2 separate regions of the Mus musculus genome follow, and region 1 is linked to region 2. Evidence: chromatin contacts called from public HiChIP or PLAC-seq data. All regions are on one chromosome and are shown on one strand. Each heading gives the region's core, a stretch centred on a gene start, on an enhancer-like site or on the middle of the called end of the contact. The rest is flanking DNA. Distances are from core to core; before and after follow the strand shown.

The links. HiChIP or PLAC-seq counts read pairs in DNA pulled down with a chosen protein or histone mark.
Region 1: a contact with region 2 is called in an H3K27ac HiChIP or PLAC-seq map of embryonic stem cells, with 2.3 times the contacts expected there. The contact joins two enhancer-like sites.

Annotation. Positions count from the first base shown.
Region 1 is chr4:86,181,314-86,186,908 of GRCm38.p6, reverse strand. The region is part of intron 4 of Adamtsl1 (ADAMTS-like 1); the gene reads right to left. Among named protein-coding and RNA genes, the nearest start is that of Adamtsl1, 130 kb to the right of the region's middle. Within about 2 kb of position 3,073, at least 41 of the 459 cell types and tissues checked have an H3K27ac peak or open chromatin away from gene starts, as enhancers often do. A contact at or near this core is called in embryonic stem cells, where this site is marked.
Region 2 is chr4:85,286,270-85,291,604 of GRCm38.p6, reverse strand. The region is part of intron 1 of Sh3gl2 (SH3-domain GRB2-like 2); the gene reads right to left. Among named protein-coding and RNA genes, the nearest start is that of Sh3gl2, 83 kb to the right of the region's middle. Within about 2 kb of position 2,299, at least 7 of the 459 cell types and tissues checked have an H3K27ac peak or open chromatin away from gene starts, as enhancers often do. A contact at or near this core is called in embryonic stem cells, where this site is marked.

The DNA.
Region 1 (5,595 bases), core at 1,824-4,323, 890 kb before region 2:
AGGACAGCACAGAGGTTCTTCCATCTCGTATTCCTATTGAGGCCATTTTAGGTTTGACAAGAACTTGGTATCCTTCATGGGAAGCCTTGTAGAAAAGTACTCAACTCTATCCTAGGAACTCCAGGTTGAAAGTTGCTAACCAGCTTAGCTTCAGTTAAATTGTCTGCTCATGTAGAACCCTACTCAAGCTAACTGTTTAGCTCGGCTTCTGTTAAACTGCTTACTTGCATGAAATCTTCCCCCAAACCCTGTGCAGCTGCTGAGATACCAGGATGTGGTTTTTGCCTTCAAAAATCCCTTACTTTAAACACTTGATGCTAAACTTAGGTCCTGAATATCTGAGTGTGGTCACAACTGGCTAGAATAAAGACTTTCAATTGGTCATAAACTGTGCCTCTGGTGGACTCCCTGTAACACTATCAGATATATTTGATAAAAAAAAAATTATTATCTGATCACCAATTTTAAGGTTCTCAGGGTTATTTCAAATTGATTTCGAACATGGTATTGACATAATCCTCATGCAATTAAAAAAGACTTATTTATTTATTTTATTTTTTGTACATTGTTGCTTTCTTCAGACATAGCAGAAGAGGGCATCAGATTCCATTACAGATGGTTGTGAACCACCATGAGTTGCTGGAAATTGAACTCAGAACCTCTGGAAAAGCAGTCAGTGCTCTTAACCACTGAGCCATCTCTCCGACTCCTTATGCAAATTTTAATATCACAATTCTATTATTTTAAGCTCATTGTTCCTTGTAGGCGCAGTGAAGTTGCAAAGAACCAGTTAGTGAAATATATATCACAGAGTAGGAGAAAATATTTGTTAGTATTAGGTGAGAATAGTTATGAATAGTATGTTGCGCAGAGCAGTTGGGTGTTGAGTTGTCAGGTCAACTATCTGCCTTTAGTATTTAAATTATTTCCAATGAATACATCATGAGAAAATAGATTGTTAATTGTTAGCTGAGTTTTTGTTTGTACTAAGAATGGTTCTTTACTTTGGCCAGGGGATAACTGTAGTGTCTAAGGAAACAGAAGGGCAGCATAAAAGTCACGCACATGCAGAGGAGAAAGGTGTACTAGGACATTGTAAATGACGGCAGTGAGCCCAGTGATAGAAAGAATGAAAAAATGAACAGGACTGGGGAAGGAATGGGGTGTTTGTGAATCATATTCTGTGTGTTGGGTATGGTTTGTCCTTTATAGACTTCATGTAGACTGGACAGTAGATCACAATCAATTTTGTGACTATACATAAGACATAGCCAATCAACTTCCTAAGTCGCACACCTAGAATATGACAGTTGGGATTCTGACCTTCTAATATATGCTTCCTTATCATTCTCCATCACTCAAGACACTGGAGGATGTGTACAAAGAGCTGGCACTAACCAGCGGCCCAAGTGAGAACACACTGTTTATTGCAGAGGCTTCTGAGGAAGGCTTCTTCTGACTCTCTGTTTCAAAGCCTAGCCCACCAGCAACCTCTCACTAATGCTGCCCTGGTTTCTTAGCATCAACTCAGAGTCATTCTTGGGACAAGAAGATGTAACCAAAGAAAAGTATTTAGGAGACAAAATACTCCCCCCCCCCCCACACACACACCAAGGCTTTTCTCCTGTGTGAGAACCACCCCTCTCCTAAAATTGTGTTTCTGGGGGCTAGAGAGATGGCTCAGCAAGTTAGAGCACTGACTGCTCTTCCAGAGGTCCTGAGTTCAATTCATAGCAACCACATGGTGGCTCACAACCATCTGTAATAGTGGGATCTGATAACCTCTTCTGGTGTGTCTGAAGATAACTACAATGTACTCACATACATAAAATAAATAAATAAATCTTTTTTAAAAATGTGTTTCTGATGCTTGGATATAGTTTAGCTTCAGCAGTGACTAGGTTATTACCTGAGGACATCCTAAAGGAGAAATTAATGATGACAAAGGAAGATGAGGGTCCAGAGAATAAAAAACAACTGAACTCAGCCCAGACACTTCTGAACTATCTAACCCCACAGAGACCTTCTCTCATTAGAGCGTGCCAAAAGCCAGTGATTATCATCCCAGTGTGAACTTCCAATTTGAAGCACACAGTGTCAGAAGAAGAGGAAAAGTCAATTCGGAAGCATGCTGACTCCAGCATCCACCTCTCGTTTCCAGGGGTCAGGTCTTATAGCTTGTGGGCAAGCAGACCAAGTGCCACATCGAATCATTACCTCAGCTTTGCCTAGGTCGACTATAACATACAAACTTTGGAGCATGAGAATAGAGCATGCTGCCATCATGGGAATGTTCCACTTGGGAAAGTTACTACATTGCACAAAAGGAGAAAAACTGTCCCTCTTATCTTCCAGAGTAAGAGGATGCGGGAGAGTTATGCAAGCCGTCTGTACACTACCCATCTGCCCCAAGGTTCAGAACTGTTACTAGCATCAGTATGTTCCTCTCCAGCCATGTCTACATGCAGCTCTGATTTCTGATCCAGAGTAAAAGCAAAATTCAAAATAAAACAAGCTAATACCCAAATGGCAGAATCAAAAGCATCCGATGTCATTTCTATTCTATGTTTTTCAAAGTAAAATGCAAAATCCACTGGTTTCTACAAACATATTGTTACCTTCAAACAAACCAGACCAAGCTTGCATTCCTGTTTGGATTACAGTTTAATGCCTGGTTAGAAACTGTGTTATAACTAACAGCTTTCTTGATTACTGTGCCAGCCATGGAGTCTAACTAGATATTAAGAGCTCCATTTTGTAAGCAGTCATTTAAATTGCAGATGTGGCTTCAGCTGGCCCAACTTGTGCTTGTAATCATAAATCAACATGTGATGGGTGAGGAAGCTGCCATTCTCTGAACCGTCTCATTAGAATGCAAAGAGGCACAGCTACACTTTTGTTTTTCTTTTTGTTTTTTCCCATGCAGACATGCATGTCACTGTTTTCATGGCTATTTTCTGAGTTTGGGAACAGCAGAGGGGCAAAAAGGAGGGGAAGAGTCCTGGGGAGGGGAATTCCCAGAAGTGCTGGCATCATGATCTCCATCACAAAGAGCAAGCCTCTGCTCTGCAAACTGGGAGTGGCATTGTACTCTCTGTGGGAGGGTGAGAGGCTTAAAGGTCACAGCTGTGCTTTCAAGGGTGTTATCAGTCCAACTCTGGGGGAATTGTGGGTATAGGACTAGGAGGTGAAGTGCCTGAAACTTAAAATGGTGTAGCACTGGGAAACCACACACACACACACACCCCACCCCCTGCCCTGCCCCAACATGCAAGTCCCTTGGGATTTTAAACATAGAATTACCATGTGATACACCAATTGACTTCTCTGTATAGACTTGAAATAACTGAAACCACAGGCATGAATAGGTACTTGCATGTCTAATAACAGCGTTATCCACTACTGCTGGAAGCAGAAAATGTCCATCCAGGTGAGAGGGTAAACAAAATTTCATCTATCTCAAATATTACCATAAAAAGAATGAGATTTCTAATTTAAGCTAAATTGTCTAAATAATAATTTCTGATCACATGGATAAACTTTCGGCATTTTAGACTTCCTAAGTTGGGGGGAAAAACCCCTCACATTGGGCAGAAAATTAACTTTGTATGATTTCACTCATATGAGCACTAAAATAAATAGACATGGGCACTAGATTGGCAGCTACCAGGAGCTCAAGTGAGGGGAGAGTGCGGAGTTATTCATTAATAGGTGTGGCACTTCATTTGGGGGATGAGCAAGTTTTAGAGGTGGGTGATAGTAATGGGTATATCACAGTGTTAATGAGCTCACTATCACGGGACCAACATACTTAAAAGAGGGTAAATTGGTAAATTGTATGTTACATCTGTTTTACAACAATGGAAAAAGGAGACAAATTTACACACACACACACACAAATAATCAACACAAGGAACACACAGATGGAACAGTGTAATTAGATGCACTCGTACAAGTAAACATGTGATACTGTTTGGTTTTGGTGCAACTCTGTAATGATGTCCTTATTCTGCCCTGCTCAGTCTTGTGGCTTCTTTATGTGTTCATGGAAAGAGAAGCTTGTATGTTTGCCTTTGCCATTCTTTTGCAGAGCCAGATCAATATTCAACTATATGATGTCTATAGTCCAGTATAGTATCAAGAGATCTCAGAGCATGGTATACTTTGGAATTAGAAGATATAAATGGAAATTCAAGTCTTGTTATTTATCAGCTATGTGGCTCTGTCCATGTCACCTCATCTGTCTGTTCCTTGGCCTATCTATCTGCAAAGTATAGCAATCACTCCTCTAAAAGATGAAGACTCCATGCAAGAACGCAAAGCTCTTAAAGTTTAAGGATGAGACCAGCTACAATGGCTATTAATTATAACAAAAACAATAGCAGCAAATTAGCTGAAGGAGGAGAAGACACAAAGGAAAGAATACTAAAGTGTCTTAAAAACTGCTCTGTGATATTCTTCAAGAGCCCAAAACTTGGAAGACTCAACTATACACAATACTCATATCTTAAAAAATTCAAACACAATTAAAAAAAGAAATCAATAAAAATTTTAAAACTTGCAAAAAAGAACAAAGTATAATGATACATATGTTTAGTAATACCATGGTGATACTTATTACTCTGAATGCTAACTTAAAAAATAAAAATAATCTCAAATATAGGTGTGAAAAAATAACTGAGCTCTCATTTCATGGACAAGATTATTATTCACTATTTATGTGATTTAGTTTGCCCTCCTAGAAGATACACACAGCTCCAAGACTAATAAGAAAATTGAGACTACTGAAAGATTACAAATCAAACATTCATAGAAAATTCACCATCACGAATAAACTGGGCCTGGGCATGGCCCTTCAAACCTATCACTTCTCTGTATCCTGCAGATTTATCTTCATGGGTCCAGTACCTTTCTATGAGGGTAGAAAGTCTCCACAAGCTATGCAGGCATGATGACAGATTATCTCTAGGAACTCATTCTTTTATCAGTATAAACAACTGAGAATCTCTTGCGTCTTATAGACTTGAGTAGCAGAATGAAAGGGTCTTATGTGCTGTGTTTGGGATACAGATGGGGCTGATATCTCATCAGCCTGAAAAGGGGTGATGGAGGAGGTGAGATGTGAGCTGTGAATTACAGAATGGCAGCAATGCTTTAAAACAATAGAGGCAGGCTGCCAAGGTCCCCCTCCCCTGCCAAATCGGAACCAGACTGGAAGCTGGGTCTGGGGCTTGAGTGCAGGTGGGTCCTGATTTCAGTGTGGTACTGAGCTAGCACATTCCTCTAGGTTTCTAAACAGAAACTCCTTTCCTAGAGCTTCACAGAGTCTTGCTGGAATCCATTAAGAACTTGTTTGAGCCCTGGTGAACTTTTGGCTGAAGAAGAGAGGAGACTCTCTTTGCTTGCAGAAGGTTCATCTTGTCCTAGTACAAAAAGATTTCTACTATGAACCAAGACAGGGGCTTTCCATGGCTTGTTTATCACCATTAACATCTGAGTAGTTCCAGCCTTTCCCATTTCTCCACCAAAGCATGGAAGATGTTAAGTCCCTGCCCAGGGAGAAGAAAGACTCAAGGTGTATCTGCTCACTCACAG
Region 2 (5,335 bases), core at 1,050-3,549:
CAGGAAAACAGCTCCCATATTTTAAGTAGAACGTTGGGCTTACTAACACTCCTGACATGTCCCTTAGCAGCTAGCAACTTCATTTGGCCACACTTAATGAAAACTCGGCATGTAAACATGGTTTGGCTAAAACTAAAGACCATTTCCGAAGGACAAAAAAGAAATGGATCTGTGTTTTCTCCATTAGGATTCTGTTATTTAAAACTGCCACCGGAGGTAATAAAGAGTATGAGAAGGAGATTAGAGAGGTCAGTGTTTCTCCATACCAAGTAGCAACAATAACAACTTCACTAATGAAGTGCCAAGACTTTAGATCATGATATTCCAACAGTCTTGATTTAACTTTAAGAGAGTTACTTCAGTTGTTTTTCTTTTTTATTTTTAAGTTGTGATTTATTTTAGCTTCTATCTCAAGCTGAGCTACAGGCAGAAGCTTCTCTTTAATCACAGATCCATAACAGACAGTCAGCGAGACCTGGGTTATGTTAAACATGATACATTTTTATCAATCGTGACATCTCTATGATGGATTCTTCCCCCAGAACCATTAATAATTGTGCAATTAACAAGTAACTATGAAATGTCAGACCTGATTTACCGAACAACAACATCAAATCAATATTCCAAAGGTCTGAGGGATGATGTCTTTCATCCCCAGAATAAATTTCTAGCAGTTAGCTTTGTGTTTTATAAATTTAATTAAAATTAATGAGAATATATATTAAAATTTGATCCAGCAAAGGAATGGAATGCATAATATCTAAAACAGTATAAAGACAACAACAAAAGATAACACATGGAGCAAAGCAGTGAGCAAATGTAAAAATGGAAGAATCTGGCTCCTTAGTAAGCATCAAGTGGCCTGCCTGGTGTACTCTACATTGCTTTAAGCTGAAGAGTTCTCAGTCATACAGATGGCCAGAGCCATCTTAAGCATGTACAGCCATCTTTAATAATCTGCAGACATCTTGAAACAACTCTAAAAACACCAGTGTCAATTGTCCTAACTCTTGAAGTCACTGTGCTAGCCAGAGCTATTTAGCTTTTTGCAGTTACAGGTCTTGGCAAACCATATTTTCAGTTTGGCCAGAAGGAGTACTGGTAAAAGAACTATCCCAATGGAGACTAGTACCTAGAGCTGTTCTAGCAGGAGCCACTGACAACTGGAGGAGTGGTTGAACGATTCAGTAGGGGTCAGGATGGGAAGGTGAGTCAGAGGTAAGTATGAAGACCAGAGTTTGGAGCCCCACAACCCAAATAATGCTGAGCAACATTCAAGGAATCTCTGGAGCAAGCTGATTAATCAAAGTATGCAGACAAGTGAACTTGGGGTTCAACTGTGATACCACACCTCAATGCATGAGGTGGGGAGCAATCAAGGAATATGGACTTCAACCTTGAGACTCAGCATGCACATGTGCACATAAGCTTGAACACACACACACCCATGTACACATGAGAGCAAGAATTTAGAAAAGAGGCAGAGCAGAAAGAAAGGAAGCAGAAGTGAAGATAAGAAAGGTCAGGTTGCTGATGAAAGGGAGCCGGGGACAGGAACAAAAGACCCTGGTCACCAGAAGCATTCAAGGGAGCTGACAAGGCTTCAAGCCCAGGGATGTCAGACTATGCTCTGAGAGACGGATCACTAGTCAATGTCCAGGTCTGAGGGTCTCAATGTCAAGGGCTCATAACAAGCAAGAACAAGCCAGGTCTGATTAGAGTCTGGAAAGAGGGCCTGTAATATTACAGGATGATACTTACTGCTATCTACCATGGCTGGTCCCGAGGGTATAAAAATGAAAGTTGATGAGTTACTCAAGGGAAAGAGAGATGAGGAAAGAAAAGGTTTCTGAAGCCTGGCTACTCTGTTCTCGCCAAGATCAGGACCAAGAACACACAGTCCTGAGTCCCAGTTTGAGCAAATGGACAAGAGGGGAAAAATTAAAGGGATATAAACAGGAAAAGAAATTAAAGTATCCCTGCCTGCATATGGCATGATTCTGTACATGAGAGACTCCACAGACAACATTTTCAGTAAAGAGGCATATTATAAAATTAACATGTCAAAAGAGCCTTCCATTTTATCAAGACAAATAGGCTGAGAAACAAATCAGGAAACCATCCCATTCATTATAGCCTCAAAATAAACAAAATACCCTGGAATAAACCTAACCAAAGAAGTGAAAGAACTACACAATGAAAATCTTAAAACACTAAAGACAGACACTGAAGAAGGCACTGAATGTTAAAGGGATGTCCTGTGCACAGAGACTGGTAAATTAAAATGGCCAATAAAAGAGTAGTAAACTCAGTGCTCCAAGGTATGCTAATCATAAAACAGATAGTGACATTCCTCCACCCACCCGCTTCCTGTGTTCAAAGAGTGTTAATTCAAAGAAAGTCACCCTGACCATTACCGGAACCTGCAATGCAAATGTGCTATTGTTAGGGGCTCTTAGAAACTGTCTTCAGAGTTAACAATTACCAGGTATTCCTTGTGACACCTGTGACTTTGTACTTCCTTGTGACTCTAACCTGGTATTTTTGGTATTTTCCAACAACACCCTTCCCACCTCCTTGAGTTGTGGTTTTTTCCTTTAAATACCCCCTTACTCAGCTACTCGGGGCGCCACGGTCCTCTACCCCTGCGTGGTGTATGACCGTGGGCCCGAGAGCACTCTTCAATAAAAAATCCTCTTGCAATTTGCAGCAAGACCCGTTTCTTGTGGGTGATTTTGGGGTGTCGCCTCTCCTCAGTCAAAACGTGGGGGAGTCCTCACGTTGTGGGTCTTTCACCATCATACCAAAAGCAACATACAGATTCACTGTAATTCCTTCATACAAAATCCCTTCAAAAACAACTTCAAACAATTGTTAACTAAAATTGGGGGGGAAAAGGCCTTAAAATTCATATGCTTAAAACTTATATCGAAGCACAAAAGACTCTGGATAACCATCACAATTCTGAGCTATGAATGATAGAGGTATCACCATTCCTGATTTCAAGTTACACAAACAAGAGCGACAGTTGTAAAATACATCACAAAGCCAGACATACTGATCAATGGGTAGAACTGAGATGCTGATGTAAGTCCACACAACTAAGCCATCTATTTTTTGACAAAGGAGCCAAATATACATACTGGCAAGAAGATAGCATCTTAAACAAATGGTGGTAGAAAAATACCATCTACATATATAAGAATGAAATTTAACCCTTCTCTCCTACCCTGAAGATAAATCAATTCCAAATGGATCAAACAGCCAAATGATGAATTTTGTCCCAAAACTCTGAAACTTCTAGGAGAGTAGGGAACACACTTCAGGATATAGGCTCAAGTGTTCAGACTAGGACTCCAGTCTTCCAGGGAAAAATTAACAACTAGGACTTCACAGCATTAAAAGGCTTCTGTACTGCAAAGAACACAATTGGCTAGGCCAGCTGACAAACTGAGAAAGGACCTTTGTCTGCTTTACTTCTGACTGAAGATTAGAGTCTAGAATACACAAAGAACTCAAAGGTCTAATCACAAAGAAAAATACAAACAACAACAAACAAAACAAAACAAAACTAACAAGCTATGGAGCTGAAGGGAGAGGTCTCAAAAGAATAAACACATATGGCCAAGAAATATTTTGTAAAGCTGTTTGCCATCCTTAGTCATCAGAAATGAAAATAACAAGTATTTAGAGACTTCATTTTACCCTTGTCAGAATGGCTAAAATGAAAAAAAAAAAAAAACAAAAAACCAAAGGTAGTCACGGATGTGAGAAAGTGGGAATATCCATGCACTGCTGGTTAGAGGACCAACTGGTTAAATTACTGTGGAAATCAGTGTGATTGTTCCTAAAACATTCCTAGAAATAGGTCTACCATATGACTCAACTTTGGCACTGCTGCACATGTACCCATAGGCTCCAAGTGCTATTAGACAGACACATGTGACTCCATGTTCATTGCTGCTCTGTTCACAATAGCTCGGACATGGAAACAACCTAAATGTCCCTCCACTGAAGAACAGACAAAGGAAATATGCTACCTAATTTCATTGGAGTCATATTCAGCTGTAAAGAAGAAAAAAACTAATGAAATTTGCAGACAAACCAAATATGATCCCAAAACTTTATATGGAGTGAGGTAACCCAGACCCAGAAAGACAAACATCACAGGTTCTCACATGCTCCTTGCTCCAAATCTTGGGATTTGTGTGCTTACTTTGAAGAATCTGTAGAATCCAGGAAACTAGAAAGGAGTCACTGATAAGGAAAAGATCCACAGGGAAGGCAGATAGAAGAACACAGACGGAAGCGGAATGATGAGGAAGGAGCCGGTTGCTGAATTGGAATTGCCCTACACAAGGAATAAGGTTCCCCCAGAGCCACAACTGCCAAAAAAAAAGTTCAGTGTCTGAGGTGGGATATCTCCCTTTAAACTGTTGAGTGACTTTGATTTAGGGACTTTCATCATCATCCTCCTCATCATCACCACCATCATCATCACCATGGGGATTGGTTCTAATGCTTTGAATCGGGAATCTGCATGTCCAAACACTAAAGGTCCTTGTCCCCAATTGGTTTATGATTGATCAATAAAGAGCCAATGGCATGGCCAATGGCTGGTCAGAGAGAGAAAGACAGAACTTTTAGATCACATGAGCTAGGAACTGGAAAAGAGGAATGGAGGATCCCTGTGACTCAGGGGAGAAGGATAGGACTTAAGAGCTGCAGGAGAGACAGCCAAAGAGCCATGTAAGAGTTCAGGTAAGTGTGGCCACCTCCCTGATTGGGCCTGGAGTAGCAGGGAAAGTTTAGGAGTCTCGGAAGTACCAGAGGGGAACATTTGCTATCAGGGGAAGTTTTAGGAGTGCCAAGTCTTTGACTACAATTAAGGCACCCGTGTGTGTGTGTGTGTGTGTGTGTGTGTGTGTGTGTGTGTGTCTTCCATTTGCAAACCCGAATAGCTTCTGTGAGGGTGCAAGCATGTGACCTAGGAGCCAAAGCAGTATAGCCCAAATTACGACTACATAATAATAATAATAATAATGCTTGTGGTTAAGACTCTGTTTCTGAGAACACCACCTGCTTTGGTCACAGGACATGCAAAACTCTAGCCGGTACTGACCAGGAGGCTTCTCTGCTTCCAGCTGGCTTTCATAGAATTGGAAGGTGCTATGTCAGCTGCCGAGGGAGAAAACCATCAATTGTGGAACACATTAATAACAAACTCAAGAGTCAGCAATAATCTATCCATGTCACACTAAGGACAGAAATCAAGAAGAGGGTTATCCCTTGGTGTCATTTGACTAAGAGTAGGCCCAAATTTGAAACTGCATCT